Linked DNA regions of Sus scrofa: region 2 is linked to region 1. Evidence: chromatin contacts called from public HiChIP or PLAC-seq data. All regions are on one chromosome and are shown on one strand. The core of a region is the stretch at or near the end of the contact, and the rest is flanking DNA. Distances in the headings are between cores, read along the strand shown.

Region 1 (6,298 bases), core at 2,755-5,254:
CTCTGAGAGCAGGTTGATGGCAGTGCTGGATTTGAATCCTATCCTTTTTGGTGCTAAGTTTGGGACTCTGAGATTCTTTTAATTCTCTACTTAATACTCGTCTTTTAATTCCCTTCTACCCGTCGTTAGTGTGTGTGTGCTCCAAGAAGCGGGCGAGGGGAGCAATGGGGCACGTGGTGAGAATAATTGCAAAATCTCCATTCCAAAATCTTTCCGTTTACCAGCACTCATGCTGTCTGAGGGTCCCCTGGGGGAAAAAAAGCTGGTCTTCTGGCTTAAGCATTGAACTTTGGGTTTCTCTCTCTTTTCTGTTTCTTTTGAGTTTCCTCAAATAGAAACTCATCAGAACCACAGTATGGGTAAAATTCTCAGACACCTTCCTCCCTGGGGAGGATGCTGACAGCCGAAGGCACAGACTGTGAAGATGACAAGGCGAGAGGAAGTGGCTTGAATGGGGGACCAAACTAGTACGACAATATAGTCTAGGTTTTGCAAGGGTCAGCTCTGACCATGTGCACCAAGAAAATCACCCCCTTCAAGCCCCGGTCAGACCTGGCTCTGTTCCAGACCTAAAGGAACAAAGGTAGGCAGGGCAGTGGGACCCAAGGAACCATTTCAGCCGTAAAGTGGTTAACACCTGTTCCAGCTGGCCGCTTACACCCTAGGAGGCTGGGAGGGGCAGGTGAAGTTTGGGGAGGGCGGTGGAAGCAGAGTCTTGTGACCAAGCTGTTTGAGGACTCCCATCTGGTTCGAGCAGCCTCCTCCTGACCCTGGCTGGGGTCTGGACGTGCACCATCAGCCCCTCATCCTGGGTGGGAGTATCCTGGGCTTGGCTGGTTTTGTCCCAGTGGGTACATGTACAGATGGTCCTCGATTTACGTGGTTGACTTAATGATAGTTCCACTTTACGGTGCTGCAGAAGCGAGACGCATGCGGTAGAAATCGTACTTCCGATTTTGAATTTTGATCTTTTCCTGGGCTATGCAGTCCAAACCTCTCTTCTGATGCTGGCCAGCGGCAGTGAGCCTCGGCTCCTGGTCAGCCACGCAAGATCAATCACAAGAATCAACTGCTGATTGCACTTACAACCGTTCTGGACCCAGACAACCACTGTGTTTCTCACTTTCAGTGCAATGTCAGTAAATTGCATGAGAGAGTCAACACGTTATGATAAAGGTAGGCTTAGTGTTAGATGATTTTGCCCGACTGTAGGCTAATGTAAGTGCCCACAGGCGAAACCATGATGCTCAGTAGGTTCGATTTGTTTTCAACTTATGATCTTTTCAGTGTACGATGGGTTTATCAGGACATATCCCCATTGCAAGTCGAGAAAGATCTGTATATATTCATACACTATACATACATACATGTATGCCTTTCTCCTCACACTCGTAAGGAACACAGAGCTAATAGTGGCTTTTCAGGCAACAGCCAAGCTTTATATAGTAACTAGATGAGTTTGGCAAGTTCAGTGCACTTGAATTCTCTGTGCTTCAGCTTCCTTTTTTGTCAATGGGGAAAATAGGATTTGTTTCATAAGGTGTCATGAGGAATGTAATAATATATGTAAGCATTTTCAACAGCGTCTGACCCATAGTTAACCACTTTATATGGGCTAGTTGCTGCCACTGTTACTTTAGAAGCACTTTTACAGATTATCTAAATACCGCAAACTTCTTCTTCTTCTTTTTTTTTTTTTTTTTTTTTTTTTTTTTTTTTTTTGTCTTTTTGCCTTTTCTAGGGCTGCTCCCGCAGCATATGGAGGTTCCCAGGCTAGGGGTCTAATCAGAGCTGTAGCCGCCAGCCTATGCCAGAGCCACGGCAACGCAGGATCCGAGCCGAGTCTGCAACCTATACCACACAGCTCATGGCAACACTGGATATTTAACCCACTGAGCTAGGCCAGGAATCGAACCTGAAACCTTGTGGTTCCTAGTCGGATTCATTAACCACCGAACCACAACAGGAACTCCCCGCAAAACTTCATTTTTTTTTTTATCTTTTTAGGGCCACACCCAAGGCATATGGAAGTTCCCTGGCTAGGGGTCAAATCAAAGCTACAGCTGCCAGCCTACACCACAGCCACAACAACGCCAGATCCAAGCCACATTTTCAACCTACACCACAGCTCATGGCAACGCCAGATCCTTAGCCACTGAGCGAGGCCAGGGATCGAACCTGCATCTTTATGGATCCTAGGTGGGCTCATTAACCACCAAGCCACTGAGGGAACTCCCAACCTTCTTCCCTTTAACAGATAAGGAATTTGATGGGCCAGAGGAGGCGTGACCTTCTTGTATTTATTTTCTATGTTACATAAATAATAACCACAAACATAGCAGGTTAAAACAACACCATTTATTGTTCCACAGGTCCATGGGCAAGGAGTCCACACACGGCTTAGCTGGGTCTTCAGCTGAGAGTCTCCCAAGGCTGTCATCAAGGTGTCAGCCAGGGCTGCAGTATCTTAGAGGCACAGGGTCCTCTTCCAAGCTCATGTGGCTGTTGGCAAACTCCATGACCTTGTAGCTGTAGAAATCACAGCAGCTCGCTTCTTTGGGGGCCAACAAGAGCGCATCACTCTCATTAGGAAGCTTCCAGACCCTCTTACATGTATTTTCAACTGATTAGGTCTGGCCCACCCAGGATAATCTCCCTTTTTACTAACTCAAAACCTAACTAATTCGGGACCTTAATTACAGGTACAGCATCCCTTCTCCTTTGTTACCCAGTATAACCATAGCATGGGAGTGACTTCCATCATATTTACGGGTTCTGCCCACACTGAAGGGAAGAAAATATGCAGATTGTATACACCAGGGGGCAGAAATCTTGGGGGCCAGCTTAAAACTCTGACCATCCTCCTCCCTAAAACCATATAGCAAACTATGGACAAGGGGGAATCTTTGTGGCCAGTAAGCTTTCCTGCGCCCCCAAGAAGAAATTCCCCCACACAGGGGTCAGTGCTTCTGCTGCCTCAGAAGACTGACAAGATCATGCCCCAAACTGGCCCAATATTGTCCAAACCACTTTACATTCCGTGCCCAACTCTCAGAAATAATATCATATACCAAGTTCCACCCAGACTTTGCTCTCCCGATAAACAGACCCCTGTCCAGAGTTGACCAGCAATGGGGCTACTAGTAACCAGCGTTTAAGATGGTTTCTGACAAGTCTTGCCTCCTGGTACGCCCGCCCTTCTGGCCTCCCCTCTCGCAATGAATAAGGCTGACCCGTGTGACCAATGAGATTTAACAGAAGTGACAGTGTGACTTCCGAGGTTCAGCCATTAAAGGTATGATAGCTTCCACTTGGCTCTCTTCAATCATTCTCTGGCAAAAGCCAGCCACTATGTCATCAGGACACTCCATCAGCCCTACGGGGGTCCACATGGCAAGGAACTCAGGACTCTTGCCAACAGTCAGCACCATCTCGCCAGGCATGTACGTGCGCCATCTTGGAAGTGGCTCCTCCCGTCCAGTCAAGCTTTCAGAGGACTACAGCTTTGACCAACGCTGGGACTACAACCTCAGAAGACCCTGGAACCAGCTAACTAATTCCTGACCCAGATATTTATGTAAATCCCTAAGTCTGGGGAACAAATACTTTACCCAAAAGATGTGCTTATGCTGAGTGTAAAGTGCCAATTCTGGAGCACTTCCTATGGGCCAGGTTCTAACCTACCTCCCCAGAGGAGCCCAGGCTAACAGCTAATAAGCTGAAATCCAAATCCTGAGGTCCCGAACCCTGGTTTTATACATCCAACACAGCTCTAACAAAATTGCTACCACCTTCATTATGTTCTATATCTGCCTCCTCCAGCAGTGCAGCCGCCAGCCACATGTGGCTGTTGAGTACTTGAACTGCAACTAGTACCACTGAGGAAGTGACTGTTTTCGAATTTTTATTAACTCTTTAAAATAGCCACATGTGACTAAGTGGCCACTGTCTGGGACAGCACAGCTCTGACAGATGTGTCTCAAGTTGCAAGGAACAGAAACTGACTCAAGCCTCATGGGTCTCAGGAAGGATGTGAAACCAAACTTCCAAGGGAGTGAAGCGGGCCTGGGTGACATAAACCCTCTGATAGGCAATGTGTTTGTGAGAAACTCCAGAGCCTTGGGTTCAAACCCCAGAGACCGCCTGGGTTCAAATCCTGCCTCTACTCTTGGTAAGCTGCGTCTCTTTGGGTAAGTGACTTCACCTCTTAGCTGCCATTTCTGCAAAATGAGACTAGTAATAGCACCTATTTTGCAGTATTATGACAGATATAAAACAGAGAGTGGGTTTCCACCATGAACATTTGCAATGTGAGGGTTTGTTTCTTTCTTCTTTTTTTTTTTTTTTTTCCATCAGCTCTACAGCTGCTGGCCTACACCAGAGCCACAGCAACACTGGATCTGAGCTACGTCTGAGACCTACACCACAGCTCACGGCAACACCAGATCCTTAACCCACTGAGTGAGGCCAGGGATCGAACCCACAACCTCATGGTTCCTAGTCGGATTTGTTAACCACTGAGCCATGATGGGAACTCCCTTTTTTATTTCCTTTTTGTTGCTGCACCGGCAGCATATGGAGGTTCCCCAGCTAGGGGTCCAGTCGGAGCTGCAGCTGCCTGCCTACACCACAGCCACAGCAATGTGGGATCCGAGCTGTGTCTGAGACCTACACCACAGCTCATGGCAACACCAGATCCTTCACCCACTGAGGGAGGCCAGGGATCGAACTCGTGTCCTCATGGATACTAGTCAGGTTCTTAACCTGCTGAGCCACAACAGGAACTCCGCTTTGTTTCCACTGCCCTTTCTTCGTTGCATCCTTCCCTTGACCCCAACGAAGCACTGGGCCATGAAGTGCCTGCCAAAGGAAGACCACCCAAGCCCCAGGCCCTGGAATGAAGGCTTAACTCTGCACAAACCAGCAAAGGGTGGGTGTCTCCTTGGTTAAAGGGTTCTTACCCACCTCAGGGTAATGAAGACCAAGAGAGGTGTCAGTGGTATCTATACAGAACCCAGCAGCTACGATGCCCAGAGGCCAAGCAGGTGATGTGAGTGAAACAGGTGACAGAGGCTGTGGGGAAGGAGAACCTGCCTCTAGACGGCAACGCCCAGTGCTCACCATGCAGCCTAAGAATCAGCAAATCTTGATTTTTATTCCCTCATTTAAGAATCTGGATTTTTTTTTTTTTTTTTTTTTTTGCCTTTGTTTTTTAGGGCCACACCCCATGGCATATGGAGGTTCCCAGACTAGGGGTCAAATGGGAGCTACGGCTACCAGCCTACACCACAGCCACAGCAACGTGGGATCTAAGCTGCATCTGCGACCTACACCTCAGCTCAAGGCAACAATGGACCCTTACTTAACCCACTGAGCGAGGACAGGGACTGAACCTGCATCCTTATGAACACTGGTCAGGTTCTTAACCCACTGAGCCACAACGGGAACTCTCAGGAATCTACATTCTTATGGGAAACAGACTCAGTTCCATAGCTGGCAACTAATCCAAGGATTTTTGTTTGATTTTTAAACACGATGCCATCTAAAGAAAACTCTGAGGTAGGCACGACATGGCCCAGGGGCCGCGATGTGTGTGTCTGATTTCCTCCCTCCCTTCCCAGCTGTCTTAGCTTCTGATACCTCCTTCTTGGGTGTCTGGCAGCAATTCTTTCAGGCTGCCCTGAGATCAAGGGAAAGGATGACGTCTGACGAACTCTGAAAGGATAGAGGCAGGCCAGGAGGTCTAGAAAGTACCAGGTTTTATTATCTTTTTATCAAAAAATCAGTAACAGACAAGAGTGTGAGGTGCTTGCTCCCAACATGGCTGGAGGGAAGGGACATGGGAGGGGGGGAAGAGGACCCAGCCAGCTGGGACCCGGGGTGGTGGGGGTGAAAGGTGAAGGAAGCGAGGGTGACCCCACCCCTGATCCCAGCCAATGGGGTCAGGAGAGGCAGCCTGCCCAGGTTAAGCCGCCAGGCCTCTCCTCCCTGGAGGGGAAGGCTCATCAGGCCCCAGAGCCAGGGCCTGATCAGCCCTCCCCCATTCCCCTTTGTCCAGGGAGACAAAGGTCACCCCAGCCAAGGTGGGGGCTGTGACTTGTTGAACCAGTTTAGTTCTCTAGCTGCGCTGTCCCACAGATGCCCACGGGGCCCTCCTGGGCGTATCTGGTACAGAAGCAGCCACCAGCCACACACGGCCGCTGAGCCCTTGAAATGTGGTTAGTGTAACTGAGGAAAGAACACTCAACTCCATGTAATTTTAATTGATTCCACTCACCACATGTGGCTAGCGGCTGCC
Region 2 (7,270 bases), core at 2,420-4,919, 340 kb after region 1:
AAGGGGTCATGTGGACATTCCAGCCACAGTGGGCTTGCCACCAAGCTCCCGCCTGCATGAGGGACCTGAGCTATGCCCCTGGGTATAAGAACCTGCCTGGCCAAGCCCGGCCAACCCACACAACTCTGAGAAAGAGTGAACTGTTGTTGTGTTAAGCCCTACGTTTGGGGATGGTTTGTTATGGGACAATAGATAACTGAAACACTTGTTAATAGAACACCAGGCTTTTTCTGAGAGGCAATGAGCCCAGCCAGCTAAAATGATTTGCTTTCCCCATATCCCCTTATAACTAGCAGTGACCACAAATTAAGACATAAACTGGGACATTTTTTGCATTGTTGATTCATGGAATACACCTGTCCAACTGCCCTCCTGCTTCTTTCTTCTTCCAGTCCAAAGACAGACAGGGAATCAGAGCAGCCTTCTTTCCACCAGGAGGAAACCAGTAAGAGGACAAAGTCAAGAATTGCAAAGGAGAAAGAGAGAAATAGCCTCAGGGTGGCGCCACCATACCAGCCCTGGTGCTAACTTCAGGACCTCGATATGTGAGAAAGAAGAATCCTGTTGGGTTCATTTTTGGCTGCAGCACGTAGCCAAACACATTCGTGATGTGCCCTTTTTCGGCCCCTAGGAAGACAATGAAATTCAGGGAAGAGAAGGGGTTGGCCCCGAACTGCAGAGTGAGTCAGTGGCCAAGCAGGATCAAACGGCCTCTTGGTTTGCAATGAAGCACTCTTTCTACTACCCCATCCTTAAAACATGTGGGCCACAGGCCAGGTCCTCGGGATCAGGCACACCCAACAAGTCACATCCAAACCAAACCCACTCGCCACGATTCATTCCTCTCAGTGTTTAGTTCAAGTAAGTGGAGGAGAAAATGACAGAGCAATGAAAGGCTCTGTAGAAAACCACAGCAGGACTGGCCCACGGCCTCTGAGAAGGAACGTATACCTTCGATTGTACATGGCTGGCTCCAGGAAGTCCAGCATGTTGGATTCCAAGGAGAACACTCGCAGCTGTGTTCCAGGTTATTCTACTACTAAATAGAATAACCTGGCCCTCCTAGGATTTTCCTAAATAGCCCCTATTTCAAGTAGTTGACGCCACCGTTAGATGGTGTCACAACTATGTGTCTTCAGAAAATATGGTTACTGTAACCACCAGATTTATGTCCCCACCTCTTTGCCAAATACTAAAATCCATTTAACAAAGAACAAAGCCTTTTATCCCATAGTTGAGAAGGCTGGGAATAAAAAAAATCTCCGTGGTTGGGAGAAAAACCCGCAACAGAAACTTCTCATGGAGTTACACGTTGTCCCCTAGAGAACAGAGGCCTAGAGAACACGTCTCAGGTGTCACCATTTTGCTGTGCCCGATTCCGAAGTAACCAATGCCAGGAGCACTTGACCTTCTCACCCTCATCCCAGGACCAGGCACAGAGATCAAAGCTCTACTGCCCCCCAGACCTGGCTTCCCTGAGGCCCCTGAGGTTTGTCAACTATTCAAAGCCATGAAAGGACCCTTGGAGGAAAGGCTGAAGCCCGGAGGGTCAGAGCCCATCCCCTGGGACCAGTGCCCAGCAGGCTTACCCAGTCCGACCACCTGTCTGATGCTTGAATTCCTGCCAAACAATCCCTGACTCTCAGCTTGAACAGCTGGAATTAAAGGGGCCTCACTCTCTCCAAGGAAGGCCGTGCCATCCTTACATAAGCTAGACAGACTTAGGAATGAGAAATCTGTTTCCACTGGTCCTTTTCCTAGCCCCAGAGACCTGGCAAAAACATGGCTCGTGCCAATCCCTTTAGACATCCTTTGCCTTTCACTGTCTTGGCTTCAGCAGGCTAGATAAGCTCAGTTCCTCAAATCACACGGTTTCCTGTCACCTCACAGTTATCTTAGCAGGAATGAGACTAAGAAATAGGAACGATAGCCAGATAGCCATCCCTAGCCTCCAGATACACCCCAATGCCAAGATCTCAAGCTCTCACCAAAAAAGGAGACCTGTTGTGGTTCAATGGGTTAAGAACCCAATAGAATGTCCGTAAGGATGGGTGTTTGATCCCTGGCCTCACTCAGTGGGTTAAAGATCCGTGTTGCTGTGGCTGTGGCGCAGGCCAGCAGCTCCAGCTCCGATTTGATCCCAGACTTGGGAACTTCCATATCCTGCAAGCACGGCCATAAAAAGAAAAGAAAAGAATAAAGTAGAACAAGAAGCTGAAGCCTAGGAACTCCTCACACTTTGTCTTTACCGTTGCCCCAGTTCCAAACTTCCGCTAGGGAAGGACATGGCAGAAATGTGAAATTTCAAAACTTTTTAGGCCAAGAAGGTCCTTCTGAGCCCTCAAACCCACTTCCCTTCTCTTGTAAATAGACAGACAGACATGTAGAAATAGGAGGGACTGGTCACAGAATTGGGTCAAACCTAAGCCACAGCCACAGCAACATGGGATCCAAGCCTCGTCTTCGACCTACACCACAGCTCTTGGCAACGCGGGATCCTTAACCCACTGAGCAAGGCCAGGTATCAAACCCACGTGCTCTGGATACTGGCCACAGCGGGAACTCCCAGTCTAGTGCCCTTTAACCCACATCGTTATGATCCCCTCCGTTCCCACAAGGATCAAAGACAAATCAACGGTGACATTCAGCTCAATTCTGCCACAAAAGAAGATCGTGGTTGACTGTTTAAGAGGTTGGGGAAACTTATAAACCAGTGTGTCCAGAGCCCCCAGGACAACTCCTAGGTTCGGGCATTCACTAGGACTCACAGAGCTTGGCACACAGTTGTACGCATGGCCATGATTTATTACAGCCCCCAAACACAAAGCAGGAATTCCCGCTGTGGCACAATGGAATTGGCGGCGTCTCTGCAGCACCAGGATGAGGATTCAATTCCCCGGGGTAGGTTGCAACTGAGGCTCGGAAGTCATCCCTGGCTGCCCTTGACCTCCATATGCCAAGGAGCAGAAAAAAAAAAAAAAAATTCACAAAGCACAATCATCAGAGGGAAGAGGTCCATGAGGCAAAGTCCAAAGGAATCAGGCACAAGCTTCCAAGAGCCGTCTCCCAGGGGAGTCTCCCAGGATGCACTTTGTCCCTCCAGCACGGAGCTGTGACAACACGTGCCGAGTGCCCTGTACCAGGGAAGCTCATTAGTGACTCCAGGTTCTTCCTGGGGACTGGTCACATGGACACTCTCTGCCTGGCACGTACCACTCTTATTGGTTAGGGTGGTAGGAACCTTCTCAAAATCCAAATGCCCAGAAGCCAGCCAAGGTGATGTTGTGAGCAGGCCTTTCTGAGATCAATCTCAGGCCTGCTGTGGTAACTCTGCTGTACAACCAGCAGTGAGGTTTCAGGAAAAGGCGACCCCCCACACACAGGGAGCCCAGACCATCAGTCCATACAAAGGACATAATGCCCACACTGTAAGAAGCAAAACACGGGGGCCCGGGGGATGAAGGAGAGTCAACTTCCACACAATGGGAGGGGGCCATGCGGAAGCCAAAGGGGACAAGTCTTAGGCCATGGTCTGGATCTTCACTCCAGATCCTCCCTCTCTCAGAGTTGTCCCCTGCTCTGTACAGAGGACCGCTCTCACCCAGCACCCTTCTTAACACTTCCTCTTCCTCAGCACCCACTTCTGCTAACTTCTTTCCCCAGTCCAGTCAGCTCCACCTTCAAAAGTGCTACACGTCTGCCACTTTTCCACATCTGCTCTGTCACTGCCCTACCCTGGTCCCAGCCCTGCCTGCCACCAGGGCCCCTTAACTGGCCTGTCATCTACTGCCCTCCCCTGTCCATTCTTCACACATCAGCAGAGTGCTCTTTTTGGGTTTTGTTTTTTGTTTTTGTTTGTTTGTTTTGTTTTTGTTTTTGTTTTTGTCTGAAAAAAGAAATTACTGTTGTTTAGAAGCCACCTAGTCCATGGTACTCTGTTACACCAGCCCAAATGGACGGACACTGTGTTACCACCCTAGGAGATAAATATCCTTATCTCCATTTTAAGGATGATAAAAGTGAGGTTCAGAGAGATGAAAAAAACTTGCCCAGGAGCTCCCACTGTGGCTCAGTAGGTTAAGAACCTGGCTAGTATCCATGAGGATGCAGGTTTGATCCCTGGCCTCACTCAGCGGGTCAGGGATCTGGCATTGCAGTGAGCTGTGGTGTAGATCGCAGATGCAGCTCGGATCCTGTGTTGCTGTGGCGTAGGCCAGCAGCTGTAGCTCCAATTAGACCCCTAACCTGGGAACTTCCATATGCTGTGGGTGCAGCCCTAAAAAGACCAAAAAAAAAAAAAAAAAAAAAAGACAGAAAACCCTTGCCCAAGGCCACATAGTAAGAGAGCAGAGGAGCCAGGATTCAGACCCACCCACGCTAAGACCAGAACTGCCTCAGGGGAGCAGGTCCCAGGATGTGCCCTGTGCCCTCAGGCACCATGCCAACTGTCCACCTTACTTATCAAACAGACAGCACAGGCCTCAGTAAAGCTCTGGCAAATCAGGGCTAAAAGAAAGCAGAAAGTGTTCAGAGCCGGAAGGAGAAGAGCAGCCAGTCCTGCTGGGTGAGTGGCCCAGCCCTCCTCCCCAGGACTGGAGCCAGAGAAAAGTAATTAACTAATAACCCAGCAGCCAATATCACTTCCCACCAGATTAGGAACCCTCTGGACCAGGGGGCTCCAGGAGATCTCAGGGAGGTCCCTGTTCTAGCCTGCCTGGCTCAAAGGAAAGAGGAAGCCCTGCCTGGGCTGGCTGGCCAGGGCCCAGAACAGCTCACAGAGGTGCCTGGCCTGAGTGCCAGCCTCACCCTCAGCCCCAAGGCCATTCAGCCATCACCTTCAAACACTGGGAAGATTGTGCCAGGCCCCACGAGCTGACAGTGAGTAATCGCGTGAGACAGATTGCCAGGCTCTGGTTCCAGAGTTGGACCTCAAGAGTCCTGGCAAGGAGGACAGCCCTCTATTCTCCGTTATGGGCAGGCTGCCCAAGGGAGCTGCCGAAGCCAGCCACAGACAGAGGGGAAAGGGCCTGTGACCTGGGGAGGAGTGGCTGGAAGGAAAGCCCCTCCCATCTGAGAGCTGACGTGACCAAGGGAAGAGAAAATGATCCTGATTCTCCTGATAAAGGGGCTGGTTAGACACTGTATTCCTGGGAGTTCCCTAGTAGTCTAGTAGTTAGGATTCAGCACTTTCACCACTGTGGCCTTGGGTTACTCCCTGCTCTGGGAACTGAGATCCCACATCAAGCCACTGCACGCTGTGGCCAAAAACAAACAAAACTGTACTCCTGATGAAGGCCGCTCTAGGAGGCAAGGTGAAGGGAGCTAATGTTTTTGGTGCAATCACTGTGGAAAACAGTATGGAGATGCCTCAGAAAACTAAAAAATAGAACTACCATTTGATCCAGCAATCCCACTCCTGGGCATCTATCCAGAGAAAGCCATGACTCACAAAGACACATGTACTCCGATGTTCATTGCAGCACTATTTTTAATAGCCAAGACATGGAAACAACCTAAATGTCCATCAAAAAGAGGAGTGGATCAAGAAGATGTGGTACATACACACAATGGAATATTACTCAGCCATTAAAAGGAATGAAATAACAGCATTTTTAGCAACATGGATGGACCTAGAAATTATCATGCTAAGTGAAGTCAGCCAGAAAATGAGACACCAACATCAAATGCTTTCACTGACATGTGGAATCTGAAAAAAGGACAGAATGAACTTCTTTGCAGAACGGATACTGACTCACAGACTTTGAAAAACTTATGGTTTCCAAAGGAGAGAGGCTGGAGGGTGGGGGGATCGGCTGGGGGTTGCGGGATGAAAATGTTATGAAATTGGATTGTGATGATCATTGCACAACTATAAATGTAATAAATTCATTAATTTTTAAAAAAGGGAGCTAATGTTCCATAGGAGCTGAACACTGTACATACTCTGAATCATGACAACAACTTCTGAGGTTTCTCCTTCCTACTTTTACAGAGAAGGGAACTGAGGCTCAGAGAAGCAGACTTAACCAGGGACCCACAGGCCAGTGACTGGTGAGGCTCAGGGTTGAACCCAGGGCTCTGACCACCAAATCTAGGCCTTTTCACTGTAATATGCTGCCACACATGTACTCAGATGAGAGAATGGTTCCATTGCCTTTAAAAAACATGGAGTTCCCAGCGTGGCTCAGGAGAACTGTACCTGACTAGCATCCATGAAGATGCGAGTTCGATCCCTGGCCTCACTCAGTGGGTTAAAGGATCCAGGGTTGCCATGAGCTGTGGTATAGGTCCCAGATGCACCTTGGATCCTGCGTTGCTGTGGCTGTGGTGTAGGCCAGCAGATTTCAACCCCTAGCCTGGGAACCTCCATATGCTGTGGGTGTGGCCCTAAAAATAAAGAAAAAAAACTATAATGGAAAACACAGTGTAAGACCCCATTTGAGATAACAAAGAGACATTTCTTGGTGGCTCAGCAGGTTAAGGATCCAGTGCTGTCACTGCCGTGGCACAGGTTTGATCCCTGGCCCCAGAATCTTCGCATGCCACGGACATGACCCCCCCAAAAAATTTATTACTATGAAAATGTCAATTCTCCCAAAAAAAAAAAAAAGTCAGTGCTCCCTAAGTTAATTTATACATCCAACAACTCTCCAATAAAAGTAGCCTCAGTACTGGGGGGAGGAGGGGATATACAATATGATTATAAAATATATTTGGAAGTACAAACAAGCAAAAGTAGCCATGAAAATACTGAAACAAAAGAAAAATGAGAAGGGGCCAGCCAAGAGACACATCACCAATTTCTTTCTTTCTCTCTCTCTCTTTTTTTTTTTTTGGCGGCACTCAGCATGCAGAAGTTCCCAGGCCGGGGATCGAACCTGCACCACAGCTGTAACCAGAGCCACAGCGGTGACAATGGCAGATCCTTACCCCGCTGAGCCACTAGACGACTCCTAATGTATAATACCTTTGGGGACCCTCTCAAGGGAATCGAGGAGGAGGCAAGGAAGCGAGCAGAAAGTTCTGTCACTTCTACCTCCATCTTCTCAACTGGGCAGCCTTTTCTCCATCCCCACGACCCCCTTCCTAGGCTACCTGGATTAATTTTCTCCCTCCTTCGAACCGTATTGGCTTTCCTTCTGTTTCCCAAATGTGGCAAGATCCTTCTCAAGACCATGGCACTCGCTCTGGAATGTTCACCACACCCTTCACCTGGCTGACCTCAACCCCAGGTTGCGGGTTAAATGTCACTCTCTGAGCCTGGCCTTCC

The links. HiChIP or PLAC-seq counts read pairs in DNA pulled down with a chosen protein or histone mark.
Region 2: an H3K27ac HiChIP or PLAC-seq map of alveolar macrophages shows a contact between it and region 1. The contact joins two enhancer-like sites. A contact is called at or near these places in 14 of 47 Hi-C or Micro-C datasets (brain, embryonic fibroblasts, epiblast stem cells and 9 more) and 2 of 2 datasets of contacts at active chromatin or transcription factors (alveolar macrophages and skeletal muscle).

The regions. Positions count from the first base shown.
Region 1 is chr17:47,642,852-47,649,149 of Sscrofa11.1, forward strand. No RefSeq gene overlaps it. Among named protein-coding and RNA genes, the nearest start is that of RBPJL, 15 kb to the left of the region's middle. Within about 2 kb of position 4,005, at least 4 of the 83 cell types and tissues checked have an H3K27ac peak or open chromatin away from gene starts, as enhancers often do. A contact at or near this core is called in alveolar macrophages, where this site is marked.
Region 2 is chr17:47,979,727-47,986,996 of Sscrofa11.1, forward strand. All of the region lies in intron 1 of WFDC3 (WAP four-disulfide core domain protein 3), which reads right to left. LOC110257454 (a long non-coding RNA gene) reads left to right here and starts at 7,101. Exons shown (of 2, transcript XR_002340062.1): 1 at 7,101-7,270. Within about 2 kb of position 3,670, at least 15 of the 83 cell types and tissues checked have an H3K27ac peak or open chromatin away from gene starts, as enhancers often do. A contact at or near this core is called in alveolar macrophages, where this site is marked.